Regions from separate parts of the Lactuca sativa genome. Here region 2 is linked to region 1. A link is a contact called in public Hi-C data. All regions are on one chromosome and are shown on one strand. Each heading gives the region's core, a stretch centred on a gene start, on an enhancer-like site or on the middle of the called end of the contact. The rest is flanking DNA. Distances are from core to core; before and after follow the strand shown.

Evidence for each region. Hi-C and Micro-C count contacts between places; a contact is called where the count stands out from the background.
Region 2: a Hi-C map of leaf shows a contact between it and region 1, with 2.5 times the contacts expected there. The contact joins the promoter of LOC111897444 here to the promoter of LOC111897454 in region 1. A contact is called at or near these places in 2 of 4 Hi-C or Micro-C datasets (leaf and seed).

Annotation. Positions count from the first base shown.
Region 1 is chr3:108,700,783-108,707,242 of Lsat_Salinas_v11, reverse strand. It overlaps LOC111897454 (GATA transcription factor 6), which reads left to right and starts at 4,180. Exons shown (of 3, transcript XM_023893418.3): 1 at 4,180-4,383; 2 at 4,483-4,800; 3 at 4,886-5,715. The coding sequence starts at 4,498. The coding sequence ends at 5,551.
Region 2 is chr3:108,851,044-108,858,002 of Lsat_Salinas_v11, reverse strand. It overlaps LOC111897444 (probable leucine-rich repeat receptor-like protein kinase At1g35710), which reads left to right and starts at 3,998. Exons shown (of 2, transcript XM_052769350.1): 1 at 3,998-5,937. The coding sequence starts at 4,101.

The DNA.
Region 1 (6,460 bases), core at 2,931-5,430:
AAATATTCCCTCAAAACCGTCCACCTCTAATGGGGAAGGATTTGGAACCCTTTTGTTCAACTATTGAACAATTATAGCTTAGGCCCCTGCCTTTTAATTAATCCAATTAATCCCAAAATTAATTTTAATTAACTCTTATTTAAATAATATTATTCCTAATTAATATATTATTCTCATAATATATTAATAAATCATTTATTTTTATTTATTAATCATATAATAAATCAATAAATCGGTATCTCTCTCTAAAAGTCATCCTATTTAATTACTAGGTTTGAGGGCAACTCAGAAAGACTTTGCTAATAATTTAAGTGTATACCAATTTAGTTATTGGCTTAGACACCTAATCCAACAATTATGTTGTGAGCTTATCATTCTAATGGTTAGATGGCGTTATGACATATCGTGAACAAACATGTATGTGACTTATGTGGGTTGAACCCGTCAGGTTTAGATCATGTGATATATGGATGTTATGTGTTAAATTGTCCACGTATAGGGTGAATAAAGATTAGTATGCTTGACCATGATAGGCCATTAGGGGAAATGTTCAAGGTTTGGATGATCATGATAGACCCTTCGGGGGAATTGATCAATTCCCAGTATGGCAATAACTGATATAGACCTTTCATGGGAATCAATATGCTGATGTAGAGTTGGTAACAACGGTATGTATTAGGAATGTATTGCATTAGTGGATATTAACTAGTTGGGAGGTTATAGTTTTACATTAAAAGTTTCCTATTGAGTTCGACTACAAGTAACGAAAAACTAATTTAGGAAATTATGAGCAATAAGGTTCACAGTAGTGTATGTTGAGGATTTATTGGTAAGGACATTTTCCTAACCCAAAACAAGAGTTTAGATATGACAAGAGGTTATGATTCACTAATTTTTATACTTTTGAGACAAGTGGAATAGTGATGACTTGTCAATAAGTCAAGTAAGCACTAGCATCCATTTTGGGCATGGTCTTCAGATTTGGGAATTTGTTGAGTTGATTGGTCGAAATGTTTTCAGATACTTGGTTCACTGTAAGTTGGGGTATTCCTCGTCGTAGGAGGGATTAGATGATATGTAATATTGAGTGTTGATCGACAAAATTAAGGTATGATTTTCGAGGTTTTAGACTAACGGGTTCCCATTCTGGGGAGGTTTATTGTTTAAGTATTTTGGGGTTACAGTGTTGGGAATTCCTGTTTGCGTGGTTTCACAAGATCATTGAAGGAACCGTCAATAGTAGAAAAATTGATTATTGCAAGATGTGACAATTTAAATAGTGGGGTTTGAATGATGATGATGTTTAGTTTCCGAGTGGTATCGGGAACTCCTTTATTGATACGCTAATTTAGTAAATAGTTTTAGAAAAAGCATGAAGGATTTGCTTTTAGGAATTTTTTTTAGCATTATAACCAAGATGGATTTCAAGGACGAAATCCAGATAAATAGGGGAGAATTGTAACATTCGTTCTATAGATTGATCAACTTTGGGCTTTTAAGAATAAGGATTTCGGGGAAAATCTTATATCGCAACGCGATTTCTTGTTGTCAGCGGCGCGATGACGTCATTAAGTGGCGACTGGGTTCAAAACCATGGATCTTGGGCCTTGGGCTCTATTTAAGAAATACTAGCCCTAGGGTTTCTTCCATCCTTCATCCTCCATGTTCAAGGATCGAACCCTAGCCTCCTTAAGCCTCTCCTCCCTCGAATCTCTTGTGTTTTGGTGATTTTAGAGCTTTAGTAGGAAATAATCAACCGCTTGGAGCTTGTTGTGTGCCTTGTGTTAGCGGTGTTGATGTATTAGCTCTTTTTGGACATTTGTAAGTCATCAAGACTCATTTTTATGCTTTTTACTCTACATATCTAGGGATTTAAGTGAATTTTGGCCACTTTCATGAGAAATGGATGGAGATTTGGAAAACTTTGGATTAAAGTTTGCAACTTTATTATCACTTAAGGTCCCATTAGAGTATTGTGTTATGGATCTGATTTTTAGACTCCATTTGATGCCATGAAAGGAGTTTTGACCTCATTTCCACCATTTTTGACTAAGAATGGTCTGATACTTGTATTAGTTGTGCATGTTCATAATGTTTTGATTTTTGTGGACTATAAGATAATATTAAAGCCTTCTAGAAAGTTTGAGGCATGGACTTAACGAATTAAGAGCTTAATGAAGGTGTTGTTCTACCAAAGGAACCACGACGCGGTGGACAAGAAAGTCCCACGATTGTTTTGTCTTGACTTAACAACGACACGACCAAGGGTTTGATCCCACGTTGTTGACCGTTGACTTTTTAATTAGTTTGACTTTTAGTCAATTTTTAGTGAAAGTATGTCTTAGATCATTGATTAAGGGAAAAATGGCCTTTTTCTATAAGATGGGGATTATAAAGAGAAAGACTTCTTTAGAGATGAAAGATAGGTAATATACCTTAATTATTAAATTAAGGTTAATTATTATGTAGTGGTTCGAGGCAGTATCGGTACCACTTAGCTCATTGCGTGGATTAACTTATTAGTCATTCATGTGGATTCTCATGAAATTACTTATTATATGAACTATATGTTATGAGTATGTCAACTAAGATAAACGTCTCAAATGGAATCTAGTTGAATTAGAAAGGATGTAAGTCCATGATAGACCTCTCGGATGGAAGTGGTCAATATTAGGTCAACAATATATATACCTCTCGGAGGGGAGTTGGCATGATTGGGATATTTGGACATGCTCATAGGGGCATGACATATAGTTTATCAATTCTATCTTACGTTATGATTTTCGAGACAGAACTCAGCTTTCACATTTTTACTATGATTGCGTGGGTATGACTTGAAAAGATAATCTTATGATTTGTTAATGATTATGAATGAATCCTTTAGTGAAATATATACTTTGATTTTCAAAAAGTTTACGGTTGATTTTTGGGATGTTACACTTGTTCTTCCATTTAATACTAGTTTACACCTAGAAAATTGATTGAGTTTTTTTAACGTCCGTATTTGGGTTTTTATTTATTTTTTATTTTGAAAACATGTAAGACACACACATACTTATATACTCGTTAATGTAGGGTTTGATCAACATGGGAAGGTGTGTGGTTGTTTAGAACTTCTTTGGCAGAGAAGGAAACACAATAGATACAAACCCACACCCACACCTACATACATACATACATACACACACACCCCCATACATACACATATAAGAGAGAGAGAGAGAGAGAGAGAGAGAGAGAGAGAAAGAGAAAGAGAGAGAGCTGAATTTTCTTATATATAGGTTATGGGTGGGTGGTTGTCCGATGGGATGAGGTGGGACATGGTTGGGGAAATGATCAACCAGAATAGAAGAGGAAAATTGGATAAAGGGTTTGAGAAATAGAAAGGGAAAGGATGCAATGAGACGGATGTATTTACTAGCAAGAAGGGGCGACAACTACTAGGTCTTCCAGATGAGAAAGCTAATCGAGAGATGGATAGGACTTAGAGTCCATGCTTTTATAGTGAGGGTTGGATGATTTTTTTTTTTTTATATATTTTCATTATAAAACAATTACTATAAATCTAAAAAACATAAATTATAAATAAAAGGGGGATAATAATATTTTCCAAGTTGATAGGAATAAAAACACAAAACGATCTCATTTTAGACAAATGGTGGAAACCAAAAGTGTTTTAGACCGAAGTATCATTTCTTGTAATTTTTTCTAAAAAAATATGCAAAGTCAATTATTTAATAAAATAAAAAGAAGAGTTATTTTGGTAAATAAATCCTAAACCAGGGTCTCTTCTATAAAAGAATGAGTCAATATAATCCTTTTGTATCAACACCCTAAATTTAAATTTGAAATTCAAAATTTAGGTAAGTTTGTATTTTAGCAAAAGTGCCTTTCATTTTTAATTTGAATTTCACCAATATGAAAAAGTAATAAATGATAAACAAAATTTGGTATAAAGGACATTCATTTCAATGGTAGATGACTTTTAATAATATATCTTCTATAATCGGATTATTCACATAAACTTTTTTTTTTATTTACAAAATTTGGTGGTATTGTTATGCATTGTCCTTTATTTTTACATCCATAGATTCAAAAGGTGCCAAACAAGAAGCATACCGGTTTTTAAATTTGAAGTTAAAAGAGGTTCACAAAATAAATACACTCGACGAGATACTTTTGTGAAGCACTAACACTTGAAAAGCACTTCTTTCTCTCTCTCTCTCTCTCTCTCTCTCTCTCTCTCTCTCTCTCTCTCTCTCTCTCTCTCTCTCTCTCAATGCTTTACCAAACACACCATAACACTACTACTACTACTACTACTCATATCTTCTTTTTCTTAACATCTTCAATTATTCTCCTCTCTTTTCCTGCAATTCGCCGGTAATTTCTCTTCTCCTTAAACCCTTTCCCTCTCTCTCTCTCTCTCTCTCTCTCTCTCTCTCTCTCTCTCTCTCGTTAATTGAAGGTTTCTATATTTAGGTTCAACAAGAAGTTATGGAGTGTGTAGAAGGGGCTTTGAAAAGCAGTTTTATTGCTGTTAAACCAAACAACCACCACCACCCACAGTCATTTTCCGACGATTTCTGCGCTATAACTGGTGTCCCCGGCGACGACTTCTTCGTTGATGGCCTCCTTGACTTCTCCGACGACGGTGACTTCGAGGAAGAAAACGATGATACCCATGTCCTCCTTCACGACAACAAAAACGACAAACCACTTTCCATTTCTCCGGTCAAAAAAGCCGATATCGGCCATACCGAGGCTTTCTCTATCCCGGAGAGCGACCTTTGCCTTCCGGTAACAATTTCAAGAAATTCAAAACCATTTTCTTTCCTTAAAAGAAGAATATTTATTTAAAAATTTGATTTTTTTGCTTTTACAGGTGGATGACGTGGCAGACCTTGAATGGGTTTCTCATTTCGTCGACGACTCATTCTCCGGTGGCTACTCTTTAACGTGCCCTGCCGGGAAGTTTCCAGAGAAGAAGTCGGAGCCGGAAACGGAAACTTTCATAACCGTAAACGTAAACGTAAAACCTTCCTTCACGACTCCGGTTCTTACAAAAGCAAGAAGCAAGCGAACTCGAACCGGCGGCCGGGTTTGGTCACTCGGGACGACGCCGTTGACTGATTCGTCGACTTCAAGTTCCTCCTCTTCGTCATGTACTTCAAACCCTTGGCTCTTTTTCCATGACTCCGCTCAAACCGCCGAGTCAATTTTAGGGAAACCGCCGGTGAAGAGACAGAAGAAGAGGAAAACCCATCCACCGGCGGCGGACGCCGGTGGTGGTTCACAGCCTAGGCGTTGCAGTCATTGCCTCGTACAGAAAACTCCACAGTGGAGAGCCGGTCCGCTAGGCGCCAAAACGCTTTGTAATGCATGTGGGGTCCGCTACAAATCCGGTCGACTGTTGCCGGAATATAGACCGGCGTGTAGTCCGACGTTCTCCAGCGAAGTCCACTCTAACAACCACCGGAAAGTTTTGGAAATGCGGCAGAAGAAGGAGGCCGCCGAGCCCGGTTTACCTTTTCCGGTTCAGAGTTTTTGAAGCAGGAATGTTAGCTAGTTAGGAAACAGAAAAAAGAAATTAGGATTTGTATAAACCGGGTTTAGTTAGTCACCCGGTTTGGTACGTTAGGTTTTCTAGTAACCGATTAGTAAGAGACTTTAATGTAACTTTTAATTTATTAAAGTTGTATCTGTTCTTCTTAACTTGTATTTCTTTTCTTCTCACTCGAAACAGCACGTTGATAATTGTGAAAAAGTATTGATATTTTCTATGTGCTAGTGTTGAACTTTGAATATTCGGTATGAAATTTCAATCGTTATTATAGGCTATATCTAAATGATACGAAGATTTTGTGTAAATTCTCCAATATATATATATATATATATATATATATATATATATATATATATATATATATATATATATATATATATATATATATATATGAAAAAGTGAATATGTGACTGTCATGTATCTAATGTTAGGTATATAACCATCACAACTGACTTTATTTTGATTATAAAACATATTTTTATTTCATTGTTAGCTTATTCCTATTGTCTTTGAACTCATATTATATTTGATTTCATGATTCATTTCCAATATCTATCTATTTCGAATGTGTTTTTTATTAGACCTTTAATAAGTTTCATAACTTCTTCAACACTTATCTTATGTATACTTGTACGATTTTTCTATGGTGGCTTATGGAAAGAGTTTTAGTGAGTTTTTTAATGAACAATTTCAATCTTTCAATATAGTTTTCTTTATTAAATTTCAATTTGGAGACCTATAAGTAGTTGGTATAATATTTTTATACATGGTTTGTGGTGCAATATTAAACTTATATAATTCCATAAAAATATATAAAAAGCTTAGCATAAGCTCTAAGAGATGACACAAGAAAGATGGATGAGAGATTTGATTGCATTCTGTTAAAACTGTGTA
Region 2 (6,959 bases), core at 2,749-5,248, 150 kb before region 1:
ATATATATTATTTTTATCAAAATATCCTTCATTATTAGTAAAACTACAATGGAATTAAATACAACTATCATAGAATTAAATGCAACAAAAAAATATATTTGTCATTTCATTTAATAAAGTTAATGATAATTAATGTTTTGTTAATCTATGTGTTTTTTGTATATCAAATCCATAAAGAATACATTTGAATGTACATTTGTAAAGTCCGTCATGAAAAGATAGATGATGATATTTTGTTAATGAGAAATTAAATATCCTTTTACTTTTGTTCCTACAAATCCTCATATCCAATTAAATGATGACATGTGTTATATTAATGTATTAAAATATAATTAAATGAACATTAAATGATACACATGTCATTATTCAATTGGGTAGGAGGATTTGTAGAAAGAACAAGTAAGAAGATATTTAATTTTTCTTTGTTAATTATATATTGTACGGGAGAAATTAAATATCATTCTACATTTTGTTCCTACAAATCCTCCTATCCATTTAAATAATGACTTGTGTCAAAATAATAATCTAAAATATCTTTTAATTTCATTAAATGAACATTAAATATTACACATGTCACCATTTAATTGGGTATGATGATATATATGAATAAAAGGTAGGAGGATATTTAATTTCTCTACGTACGGAGTTCATTAGAAAATAAATTGGTTGATTGTCTTGTAGATCAGCCAGACAAGTATGTTTATACAAACTGTGTTCTAATATTTTCATAATATATTAGTTCTATTATGGTCACGGTGAGATGTATTGAACATGGTTTGATTCATAATTTATAAATGTCATCATGATACTTTTGGCATGTTTGGGTGAATTATGAATACATTCCTTCATAGATATCTTTTAGAACATATTCTATATGGAATCTTCGCTTAGAGATAAAAAAAATTTCATAATCATAACGAAACATATCAAATGTAAGAACACATGCATAAGTTACAAACCAAAAACATATCAAATGGAAGAACACATGCATACGTTACAAACCGATCTTGTTTGAGATATCTCATTCTCACATTGACACACTTGTCAACTGTGGGCATAGTTTGGATGATACATCACCAAACTCATGTTGTGACAATCATGAACACCTCACTTGCTCGACAATGATGTCACGTGCCGTTGGAGTCGTACATAAATCAGTTTTTTCCATTTCGGTAGAAACCAAAGATATTGTTAATCAACCAACCCATTTATGCATATGAATTCAATAAATATGTAAAATGATATTAATGTTCATCGAAATTACGTATTCTTTGAATCTTTTTATATAAACATGGCAATATTGTTATTATAAAGTGTATGATAGATGTCTTAAGATTAAAATTTGAATACAGGCAGTGACATGAGTCTAAAATACAAAAATAAATTGTTCACGGTTTAAATAAAACCGATAGAAAACCATATAGACTTTAGAAAGCATGATTATTTTTTTTAAAACAACTATAATCTACTCCTAAATTATTTATAGTTCCACTTAGACAAAACTGTAAAATTGGTCCTTGTGGTTTCATAAAAACTTTGGATAGGGTCCAAAATGTTTCCGACTTGCATGGAATGTCTAAAATCAATAACTTCCTTTGATTTTAGTCCATTTTAGTCATTACAAAACCTGAAAAGACTTTTTTACCCTTTTGATTTTTTTTTCATTTTTAATATCAATTTTAACTATTTTATAATTAAAAAAAAAATATATATATATCCTTCTCTGTGTGTGTGTGTGTGTGTGAAATTCTCTCTTTTTTCCATTTTCTTCCTCACTTTTCACTTTCAAATGCAGTTAAATGAAAAAAACCCCAGATCAAAGAAGAAAATCCATGCCAAAAATGGAATAAGAATCAGTGAAGCATTAAGATCAACTTGCCCATTTCCCGACCATCTTCTTCTTCCCATGTTGATCAACCCCTCTGATTGAATTGATTGAACCCACCTACCTCATCTCTATGTTGTGTCTCATCAAAGAAATGTGGTACGATGTCTCTGGCGAGACCAAGTGTTCGTCACCGACCTTGCCTCCACCGACGACTTAGGAAGCTAATACTCGGGGCTTCCCTTATTTGATCTCCATTCTTGTAATTAAAGGTGTCTTTTATCTTGCTAATCTTACCCCTCTTTGTGGAAATCAAAAACCCAGAAGATGAGATGATGTAAACTGAAAACACAGAACAATATTTAAACCAATGTCGGAGAAGATGAAGTGGTGGTTGAGCGATGTCATCAGATGTCTTGACTCCTAACTCCTAGAACCAACACCTTTATTAACTTGTTTCGTTTGTGAGAGATTTGATTTTCAGGATGTATACGTGAGAGGTTTCAATTGAAGGTAAAGGTGAGGAAGAAGAAGATGGGAGGGGGTTGTGATGAACCTGCTCTCAACGATATGAGTCTTCCTCATCAGATCGTTTGATAACGATGTGTATTTTGGGGTTAAACCAACTATTATTTATGAGCCTCACCACCAGAAACAATATCTAAATCTGTAAACATGTGTGTTGAATCTAAAATCAAGGTGCACTAACTTTCTGAGATAATCTCATCCTTCTTTAACACATAAACAAATACGCACAATAAAATTAATGTAGATTTCGTAAGTGTGTGCTAACTTCGCCATCGGTTTGACTTGGAAACTGAATCAAAAGTGTGTATGTGTGAGTGTGTGTTTACTGTAGAGAGGGAGAGAGAGAAAAAAAAACGGTGGAGATGGGTGGGGATAATCCTTTTCTTTCCTTTTTTAAAGTTAAAATGGTATTAAATTCATTATAACAAATACAAAAAAGAAAATGAAAGGGCATAACCGTCATTTCAAGTTTTTTTTGGATTAAAATCAAAAGAAGTTTTTGATTTTGGACATTCCATGCAAATCAAAAGCGTTTTGGACCCTATCCAAAAATTTTATGAAACCACAAGGACCAATTTTATAGTTTTGTCTTCCACTTATGTCCTAATTAGAATTAAACTCTCGACCTTAAAAGTAATCTCAACCTTAAAGAGTAAGGAGTAACCACAATATAGGATAGCTCTTGACTAGAAGCCTTTTAGTGAAATCTTAATTATTTATATATACAACTTAAAAAAAAAACTATTTTAGATGGGTCTAATGTTCCACCTTATGTACATGCGAATAAGCTATCATTATGTTTTACGATATATCAACAAATTTTTTTTATTGAAATCTCACATCTACGTACTATACGCGTTCTCAATCACATCAATACATATGTTAAAATATGGCGCTAGTATAATAAACATCTACGTACTATACACGATCTCAATCACTTCAATACATATGTTCAATTTTTTTATTTATTTATTTTTTTTTTGAAAATGTAGTATTTCGCATATCTAATAGACATGCAGTCAAAGTTATCGTCTAACACCGCATAGACTCAACACAACTGATCTGATCTTATAAAACCCATGTCATAAATGACGTGTTTTAGCAGCTGGTTGAGCAGTCGTGGCATACAAACAACATGCAAATGAAGTCTTGGTTCGTTTTCATTGAGAATAGTCTCATATCGGCTACACATGGTGTCATTTATATCTATATATTTTTTAATCTATTTTCTACCTCTCTTTAAAACAAAAACTATATAAAAATATACATTTGGAAAGAATATTCAACACTTCCCATGACTCTTTATACTTTAGATATTGTTATGTCAGAGGATATTTATTTCTTTATTACAACTCCAACAAAATTAATTGGTATTATTTAAATAAATCTGAGTAGTAAATTTTGCTTCTAAGTAGTGTTATCTCTTTTAACTCATCTAACAAATATGAGATTTGTCAAATTATAAATATCTCGCTCTTTTTGCACATTATTTGTAAAAATAATTTCTCTTTATCTTATTATTAAAAAATTAAAGTAATAAATTTTGATCATTTAAAACGCATTTTTTTAAATTGTACTTTTAGATAGTTTCTATAATATACTAAAAGTCAAACAAATTACTTTTAAATAGTTTAAAGGGTCTCTTTACTCCTTTACATAATTCTTTTGTATCAGAAAACTAATTCAGGCAACTGTTCCCACTAATCACTCGCTCTTGTTCTTCTTCTCCATTATCTCTGCAACTTCAATGGAGATCCAAACCCACATAAACACTTTCTCTCTCATCTTCCTCACTCTTCTCTTTTCGCCATTAACATCAGACGCCTGCCACCCTATTGATCATCAAGCATTACTCGACTTCAAACACAAAATCACCTCAGACCCTTCAAAACTCTTACAATCATGGACACCTGAAACTGATTGCTGCAAATCGTGGGATGGCATTGCCTGTGATTCCGCCGGCAGAGTTATCAATGTCTCCCGTTCTGGCCTCGTCTCCGGCGACGAATCCATCCTCGACACATCCATGTCCGGTACCCTCTCTCCTTCTCTTTCTAATCTCACATTTCTGCAACTCCTTGACCTCAGCGAACTCAAAGATTTAACCGGTGGGATCCCGCCGGAGTTCGGAAAACTTTCACGTCTAACCCACTTGTTTCTTGAAGCCAATCAGCTTTCTGGTTCAGTTCCGGTCACTTTTCGTTTCCTTTTCCGGCTAAAAAAGCTTTACCTTAGTGATAATCGTTTGAGCGGAGGGATCCCACCGGAGATTTTCCGATCTTTTAAATCCCTTTCGGAACTTGGTCTTTCGGGGAATCAGTTCTCCGGTGAGATTCCATCGTCGATTGGGGAAATGGTTTCGATAACACAACTTAACTTTCATGAGAATAATTTCACCGGAATCATTCCGGAAACGATCGGAAAGCTAAAGCATCTTAAAAATCTTGACTTGTCGAATAATCAGATCACCGGAAACATCCCGGAATCGCTTGGATCGCTAGAGAAATTAGAGCTTTTGTATCTTAATCAAAACCAACTTTCTGGTTCCATTCCTTCTTCCATCGATGGTCTCGTTTCTATTCAGTTCATTCGTATGTCGGAAAATCAACTCACCGGTGTAATCCCGCCGTCCATCGGGAAGCTTACGAAGATCCAAAGGTTGGTATGTGATAACAATAAGCTCACCGGAAAACTACCCGCCACCATCGGTCATTTGATCAGTCTCACCGATATTTACTTCTCCGGTAACAGATTAACCGGAAGTATTCCTGCAAGTTTCGGCAACTTAAAGAACCTTCAAGCACTCGATTTATCAAGAAACATGCTTTCAGGCCCGATTCCACCTCAGCTTGCTAAATTACAGAATTTACAAACTCTAGATTTGTCATTTAATCCTCTGAAGCTAATCACATTACCAAATTGGTTTTCCAAACTGAAAGTTTTCCGGCTAAAGATGGCAAACACCGGAATCCAAGGTCCGCTTCCGGGATTCCTGTCGTCGGCATCTACAATCTCAGAACTGGATTTATCCAGCAACTCATTAACAGATGAATTACCACATTGGATCGGGAACATGACGAATCTTTCAAATTTAAATCTGTCAAACAACCGATTCACGAACTCGATTCCAGCTGAATTCAAGAACCTTTCCCTCCTAATGGACCTCGATCTTCATTCCAACAACTTTTCCGGCGACATAAACAGGATTTTCAAGAAAAATGTTCGAGACCCACTTGGCCATTTCAACACAATTGATTTATCGTATAACTCGTTTTCAGGACCAATCAATGTTAATGGCGATGAAGTGGCGATGGATGAAGTTGTTTCTTTGGTTTTATCGCATAATCCGATTGGCGGAATGATACCGGAATGGTTGAGTAAGGGGGAAGGATTGGAAAGAATCTTGATTTCTAGTAATAAGTTGATAGGAAAGATACCGAAGGAGTTGTTAAATTTGAAGAAGTTGAAGGATTTTGATGTGTCAGAAAATAGATTAATCGGAGAAATTCCTGGGCATATTGCAAGCATACCAGCTTCTGCTTTTTTGGGTAATCCTGGTTTGTGTGGGACCCCACTTCCGCCATGTAAGCATTCCTTTTGATGATGTGTCGTTTTGTTTTCTATTTATATAAATTTTATACAAAAGTTTTATTGAGAATCTATAGTTACTCTATGTCTATTTTATTTATTTATCTATTTATTTATATCTCTTCTCCCTCACAGAATAGAACTCCTATAAACTCAGAAATTGCAAGCGATGAGTCTCACATAACGTATTTATAGCATGAAAAAAAATTACTATGTTGATCCGCTTGCCTCATTAAGTGGCCTCTATCTAAAATGCAATTCTTTTGTTCATTGTAAATAATATGGCATCCATACTATTGATCACAATGCTCGAACCACCAAGCTAATGAAAGTATTTGTTTGGAATTTTAAATAAGACTAATATCATAAAAGTCTTAATTTGAAATGCCTAATTAGAAAAGGCTCTAAGAATTTTCTTTTATTATTGGTATAACAAGAACTTTCTCATAGAATTATCACTAGCTACTTATTTCATGGTTAATTTTGTTAACTTTTGTGAAAAATCTATCCTAAAATTAGGTTTAAAGTTTAAATTTGGTCCTTGCAATTTTGAAAAAAAATAACACCACTTTATTTTTCATTTTTTGTATATTTTATTTATTTTTGTTTATTTATACACATTTTTTATTTTCGCTTATATATATATATATATATATATATATATATATATATATATATATATATATATATATATATAGAGAGAGAGAGAGAGAGAGTTAGGTTCAAATGTTTTCACTATCTACTGTATGTATGTATGATTGATTCTGAACCAATCATTTTAGTTATTTTAAGAAAATAATTAATACATATTAAATGCTGAAGATGTAATTAATATCCATTATATCTTCAATATGTAAATATGCATTAATTACTTTCTTAAAATAACTAAAATGATTGGTCCAGAATCAATAATACATGCACACAATAGATAGTAAAAACAAAATAACCTAACCCTATATATATATATATATATATATATATATATATATATATATATATATATATATATATATATATA